Linked DNA regions of Rattus norvegicus: region 2 is linked to region 1. A link is a contact called in public Hi-C data. All regions are on one chromosome and are shown on one strand. The core of a region is the stretch at or near the end of the contact, and the rest is flanking DNA. Distances in the headings are between cores, read along the strand shown. Region 1 holds the start of Rwdd3 (RWD domain containing 3). Region 2 has its middle 17 kb from the start of Tlcd4.

Region 1 (3,274 bases), core at 375-2,874:
TCTTTCTCTGGCCTATCAACAGTATCTAATGGTCAACCATGAATTTATAAAGCAGTGTCACCAGACAACACAGGTTCGTTCCTCCCAGCTATTGCAAGTAAGCCATGATACAAGAACTCAAAGACACAAGTGATCCCTTTAAATATCTGCCTCAGGCAGAAACAATTATCAATAAAGAGATTTGTGGAGACAGAGGAGATGCTAACCAATTAGGATGCTACCCAATCAGAAGAGGGTGACAAATCCCTACAATAAATCCTTTCATAGGGGGATCTTAAGGAAGTTTCAAAAAGATAAGACAGGTCTAGGCACTTAAAAAGAGAGCAGCTCCATTTTTCTAGAAAGTTCACATTGCCTGAAATATCACAGAGCACCACAAGGGTCTGCAGATGGGTGCGTGCAAGAAGGGATAAAAAGAAAGGGTGAACTCCCAGAGTCTCTGACTTACCATATGGAAACCCAAAGCCCTCTTAATGTAGCTTCCTTAGGTCTAGCACTTTTCACACTTTGTTCTTAGAGGTAAGCCAATGTATGGTCAGAGAGGCGATTTCAATAGCAGTTACAAAGTAACAGTAGAGTGATGGCTCCTATTGACGTCAGAATGTACATGACTTATGACAGCTCGGGGGAGAAGGGAGGATGATCTGCATCAGCACACTTTCCCAAAAGGGGGGAGTCGGGGGCACTTAGTGGTCAAGAGAATTGACTGTACTTCTGGAGGTCCTGGGTTCAGTTCTCAGCACCTATAGGGCACACGGCTCCCAAACCTCAGTAACTCCTATCCCCTGAACGCCCTCTTCTGGTCTCCTTGTGCAGTGGGCACACATCGTACAGGTATATACTGGCAGGTAAAACACACAAACACATTCAGAAAAAACTTTAAAACTTAAATGTGTGTGAGTGGAAGAGGGAAACCAAGGCAAGAATGAAATTTCAGCTTTTTAAAATAAAAACAACAACAACAATAATTGCTTTACAGATTATAAACTCTCAGAGAAGGGGCTCGGTGTCATGCCTATGTTAGAAGAGAAGGCATTCATGAATGCGCGCTGCATGATTACACATCTAGCAGGAGTCTGGAACTGGCTGCCACTTTTCAGCAGCCTAAAAAGATAAAAATAAAAAAATTTTTTTAAGAAAAACAAAACGAAAAATAAAATAAAATCAAAGCCAATCAACTCTGGAGAATTCAAAGCTTCACCCAACCTACAACAACCTTTTCCTGACTGCCTTCCCCGTGGCTGACAACCAAATACTGCGTACTGTTGTCAAGGACGTAATGCACAAATGCTTATGGGGGTACTGACTATTTGGAGGGGCTGGATTCCATGAGGAGGGCAGTGCGCACTGTTTAGTGGCCAGAGAGCACAGGGGAGAAGGAGAGCGAGCTCAGGGAAGGCACTGCCAGCGCAGGCCACCCCCAACCCCGACAACTCCCCTCCCACTCCTACGCAAGGCCACAGGACACCGGGTCTCCCGGGTCCCCGCAGTGGCCGCAGGGTGAGAGGCAGGGTATTCACCTGAACAGCTCAACATCTCCCACTCGTGGGGCCCGCAGAAGATCGCGGCCAGCGCCGAGAGTTCCTGCCTCATCTCCTCCGCCATTTCCGCGTGACCAGAATCCGAAGCCGCTTCCGCCGCCTCCCGGAGCAGAGCGCGCACACGGCCACTGGGGGGCGCCCGAACCTCACAGCCCGGCAGGCTGGGGTGGGCGTGTCTATGGGCGTGGCGAATGTCTGAAAGCTCCGCCCAGGCCCTTTTGCTCTCTAATTCCAATTCGAAGTTCCTTCATTCCCAGAGTTTTTGCCCCCGTTGTTTTCTAGAGCTGAGAGAGACCTGTAAAGCCCCAAAGACCCTACAAGAACACCCAAGCGTGAACCCCTGTGCTTGACCTACACTAGGCTGGGAAGAGATGGAGAGAGTAAAAGAAACCTAAACAAACAAGAAAAGCCAAACAAGGCGAGCCCTTGGTCTTTTGAACCTTAGGTCCCGAGATGTTGCTGTCAGTGATCCTCGCAGTCGGGATATTTCAGAAAAGACTTTGATAATAACCTCCAAGATACTGAACTGGTCACTAGCCCCAGGCTTACAGACAAGGTCTAGATTCCCGGGCCTCTTTTCTGTCAAAGGTGCAGAAAAGAGGAGGGAAGATTGAGAGGAGACTCCCTAACTAGTGGGATAGGGTCCAAAACCATAAACTAGCTTTGACAATTGGTTTGGTTTGGTTTGGTTCGGTTCGATTCGGTTCAGTTCGGTTCGGTTTGGTTCGATTTAGTTCGGTTTGGTTCAGGTGATATTCGATGCATACAATATAATGTGTCTATTTCCACTGTGGCCCCTGAAGCTTAATGGTGAAATCACCATCATTGAATCTTGACCTAAACTTTAAAACACATGCAGTAACAATGGGATAACAGAACGGTCAATGCATCGTGTTCCAACCTCGACTTTGGTGAGCAAAATTAATTTGTGGTAAATAGTTCTTTCTAGGTGTGTTTAACTTGTTTTTTGTTTTTGTTTTACAAATAAAAATTTTAAATTCTGCAGCTCCCAGAAGCCCTGACTCACTCGGGGAGGTTCCCTACCTCTAGTTTGTATCAGAAATAACATTCTGTGTACATCAAAGAACTTAAGTAGGTCTACAGTAGCTCATTTCACTGACTTCTACAAGTCAGAATAATTTTACCTGGCCCTGATCCCAATCACCATTTCTGTTGCTAAAGGGGAATTAGAAAAAGGAAGAGAAATTGGCTTCCAAGCAGAGAAAGGAAATCTGACAAGATAGACCAGAGAAGCTTTCCCAGGGATGCCCTGAGATTTCAGTGACCCCAAGCAATTAGGGACCATGCTGTGCACATAATTAGAAAGATAAAGGTTTATTTAAACACATAATTATCTATAATGTGGCCAATTTGTATTAGAAGAAAGAAAAAAATAATTCCTTTGAGTTATTTCCAAAATAGCAGTTCAATCAAGTTCAGTGGGTTCGTAATTAACTGTTAGAGAGATTTGGGGAACAGATTACACTTTTGATTTACAATATCACTCTGTTATTCAATTTTAGTTTAAAGTCCAGTGTTACTGTTAAAAGTAATGGAAAAGATATTAATGTGGTTATTTGTCATATTTGTTAAGGTGGTCCACACAATAATTGAATAGCTCTCATCCTGCTTTTAATTTTTCATATTCAATGTGTGATAAGAACGAAATAACAGGAACAGTGTGATTCCAGTTGTCAGCAGGATTAGGAGGCGCTCACCAGAGCCTGCTGTCA
Region 2 (3,274 bases), core at 433-2,932, 88 kb after region 1:
CAAACTTCCTTATGCAGCAGGACCTGCCCTAGAATCCTGACTCTCCTGTCTCATCTTTCCAAGGGCTATGATTGTGGGTATGTGTCACCCCCCCTGGTTTCCTTTTACCCACTTTTTATTTTGAGATGGAGGTCTTACTAAGTGGCCAAGACTGGCCTCAAACTTGCAGTGCTCTTGCCTCAGACTCCCAAGTACCTAAGATTACATAGCAATGTGCCACGCCTGCTTGGGAGAACATGTATTATCTTGGGCCATCGGAAGGCATTATCGAGTTCTCCAAATCCTCGGTCTTCAGGGTTTGCTTCTAAGATATGAACGCCGCCTCTGCTAAGGAGATGAGTCTTTCCCCTCTGCCACCCACTCCATCTTTATCTGGCCCCACAGCACTCCACTTTCTACAAACCATCTTTCTGGCAATATCCAGGTTTTCAAAAACATGAGAAGTGGGCCTGGAGAGGTGGCTCAGTTGGTAAAGAGCCTGCTATACAGTCATGAGGATCTGCGTACATTTGGATCTCCAGCCTCCCCTGGAGAGGCGGCTCCCACCTACAGAGATAGAAGGATGGCGGAGGCTCTCTAGCCAGCTAGTTCAGCCAAACACTGAGCTCCAGTTACAGCGGTGATGCTGTCTTTAAAACCAGGGTGGAAAGAGCCAGGCAGGTGTGATAGAGGCCAAGCCTTTAATCCTAGCCTTTGGAAGCAGACAGATCTCTATGAGTTCCAGGCCAGCCTGGTCTACAATAGTGAGTTCTAGAACAGCCAGAGCTACATAGTGAGACCCTGTCTTGAAAACAAGCAAACCAACAAAGTGGAGAGTGACCGGTAAAAACAGGATGTGGACTGCTGGCATGCACCCGCACACACATAGCATGCATTAACAGCTGGCCAGAGGCAAGTATATGTCTGAACTCTCCTGCTCTGCCGAGTGAGTTCCAGGACAGTCAAGGCTACACAGAGAAATCCAATCTGGGTGATTGTGGGGAGGAGAAAAAGACAAAAAAGAAAAAAAGAAAAAAGGCAAATAAATTATAAAATGTGATGTAAAAATATTGGTACACTTAAGAATCACATGTATTAGAGCAAGCATGTTAATCAAGCAAGACTGGTTTTTAAAACTGTTGCTAAAACGAAAGTTAGGGGGCTTTTGAAACTTAATAATAAAAAAAACTAAAAATTCCTCAATGAAAACTCCTTCTTGCCGCCATTCTATCAAATAAGCACACTAAGCATCCCAAGTTACGCTTTTCTTTTCCTTTGTAGTACTGGGGGCTCAGCCCGTAACCTTACAGAGCTGTCTCCCCTACTGTGTGTAACCTCAGCCCCAAAATAACATCTTTCAATGGATTTCTAAGTACGCTTGGAGAGAATTAAATAAAATGAGCCTAACCAAGATATACTCCCTCCTTATGCCCCCAAACTGAAAGTTAAATTAGAGCCAACGTAGAAAACTCATCAGCGTATAGCTGTCTCTAGAGTCTGTGATCCAAAACTGGGCTCACAGGAGTAGCTGGGCAGAAACCCTAAGTTGGAGGATATGAGATGTTGATATTAATGAAACCTGGATCGAAAGCATTGGACAAAGGTCAGACAGGTTTAAAAGGGGAGGGGAGGAGGGTGACATTAAACGCCTAAAAAATTTCACCTGCAGTCAGAAAGGTACAACAGGATCCAGAGGATCCAAAAGGAGGATCCAACTAGGTCAGATGTCAATGACAAAATCTAGCAGTAACTAAGCAACAGGCTCTGATACCTGTGTACTTTCTTCGGTTGGTTTCTTTTACCTGGTGGTGGGAGTGTTAGGTGGTGGAAGTCAGATGTTAATCGTTAGGGAAAAGGGAAATCAAAAGCCTGAAGAATAGTTTCTGCCTTTGACCAACCCCAGGGCACACGGCAGCAGAATCAGCTGCCTGACACTGGTTGAGGCAGAAGCTTGAATTGGATCATGGACCATAAAATAGGCCTCTGAGGAAGTCCTGATAGCCTAGCCGAGTTATAGACGAGAATGAGAATACTGTTCCAATTCCTGGTGAGGCGAGCAGCCAACTTCTTACTCAGTGCAAGCAGCAAGGGAGGCTTAGGAACAACGCACCCCCTGAGCTTTGCTCAGAACTTCTCGGAGCCAGGAAGTGTGAGCCTCCTACTCATCCTTCCCACATCTGAGCCCCTGCTCCCCTAGGCGGCCCACAGAAGTGGACATGACCTAAATCCATCAGCTATTTTGTTCTGGCCCGTTTGTTTTCCTCACAAACTACAAAGAAAAGGCTCTTGCTCCAAAGAAATCTGCTTTGAAATCCAAATGCAGAGTCCTTTCCACGCTTCGTCCCCCTCACCCTTCCAAAGCAACTGCTTGGCTTTGCAGTGAAAGAACAAGTGGGAAGGAAGTCCCTGTCTGCCCCTGCCCCATCCAGCTGCCTTTGGACTCTGAGTCTCATATCCTCACACACTAGACAGGTCCCACACGCCCTTCCGTCCACAGACAGACCCTGATAGCCCTCAATCACCCCTTCCAGTATCTCTAGGCCACCCCGCCCTACCCTACTTGGTTTTCCACTGATTAAACAAACGGCAGACTAGAGGTTAGGAGTTTTCCAAAAACTGCAACTAGAAACAGAACAAGAATAAAAACTTGTTTTAGATACTCATACACTTATTTGTGTTCTGGGTCTCAAAGTAAAAAAAATGCACTTTCTGGTGTCCTGGCCCAGTAATGTTTGGAACACTGCTCCTATCAGGTCTAGGGCATTGGTCCCACTGTTCAACCCCTCCTTTCTCCCACGTGGTTTAAGCTCTGGGTGCAGCCATCTTCAGGGACTACTTTCAAGAGCACTGGGCTGTTATACCGCCTTACACGCTCCTCCTGTATCCACAGGATTACCTCTTCCCAAATACAACCATGTTATCTGAGCAAAGAAACCTCTTTTCTAGCGCTGCTTTATCTTGGCTTCACCTGGTATGGGATCTGCAGGCCTTTGAAGGAAAACAGGCCTCAGAGCATCAGGGTTCCATTTCTCAGTGAGCCGCCTTTCACGCTTAAGAGAATACACTGACAAAGTGCTTTGGGCTCCTTTATGAAAGTACCTCATTTTCCTGATGGGACGTGTTCCTAACAGATAGTTACATATCCCGTGAATATAGCTGTCCTTACCACCCAAAGTCTGTTTGCCATCCCAAGGACAGATGGGATGTCCACCTCCTATACTGCTCTTTTTTTCCTCCTCACAGGGCAAGGGGAAGTAGGGAGAGAACCAGGAAACCGTCTGCACTTGCTGGGATC

The links. A called contact is a pair of places that touch in the nucleus more often than the background predicts.
Region 2: a contact with region 1 is called in a Hi-C map of liver, with 3 times the contacts expected there. The contact joins the enhancer-like site here to the promoter of Rwdd3 in region 1. A contact is called at or near these places in 3 of 12 Hi-C or Micro-C datasets (kidney and liver).

What each region holds. Positions count from the first base shown.
Region 1 is chr2:211,931,968-211,935,241 of GRCr8, forward strand. Rwdd3 (RWD domain containing 3) reads right to left here and starts at 1,625. Exons shown (of 5, transcript NM_001128152.1): 1 at 1,521-1,625. The coding sequence starts at 1,605.
Region 2 is chr2:212,019,954-212,023,227 of GRCr8, forward strand. It overlaps a transcript of Tlcd4 not described here. Among named protein-coding and RNA genes, the nearest start is that of Tlcd4, 17 kb to the left of the region's middle. Within about 2 kb of position 1,683, at least 13 of the 93 cell types and tissues checked have an H3K27ac peak or open chromatin away from gene starts, as enhancers often do. A contact at or near this core is called in liver, where this site is marked.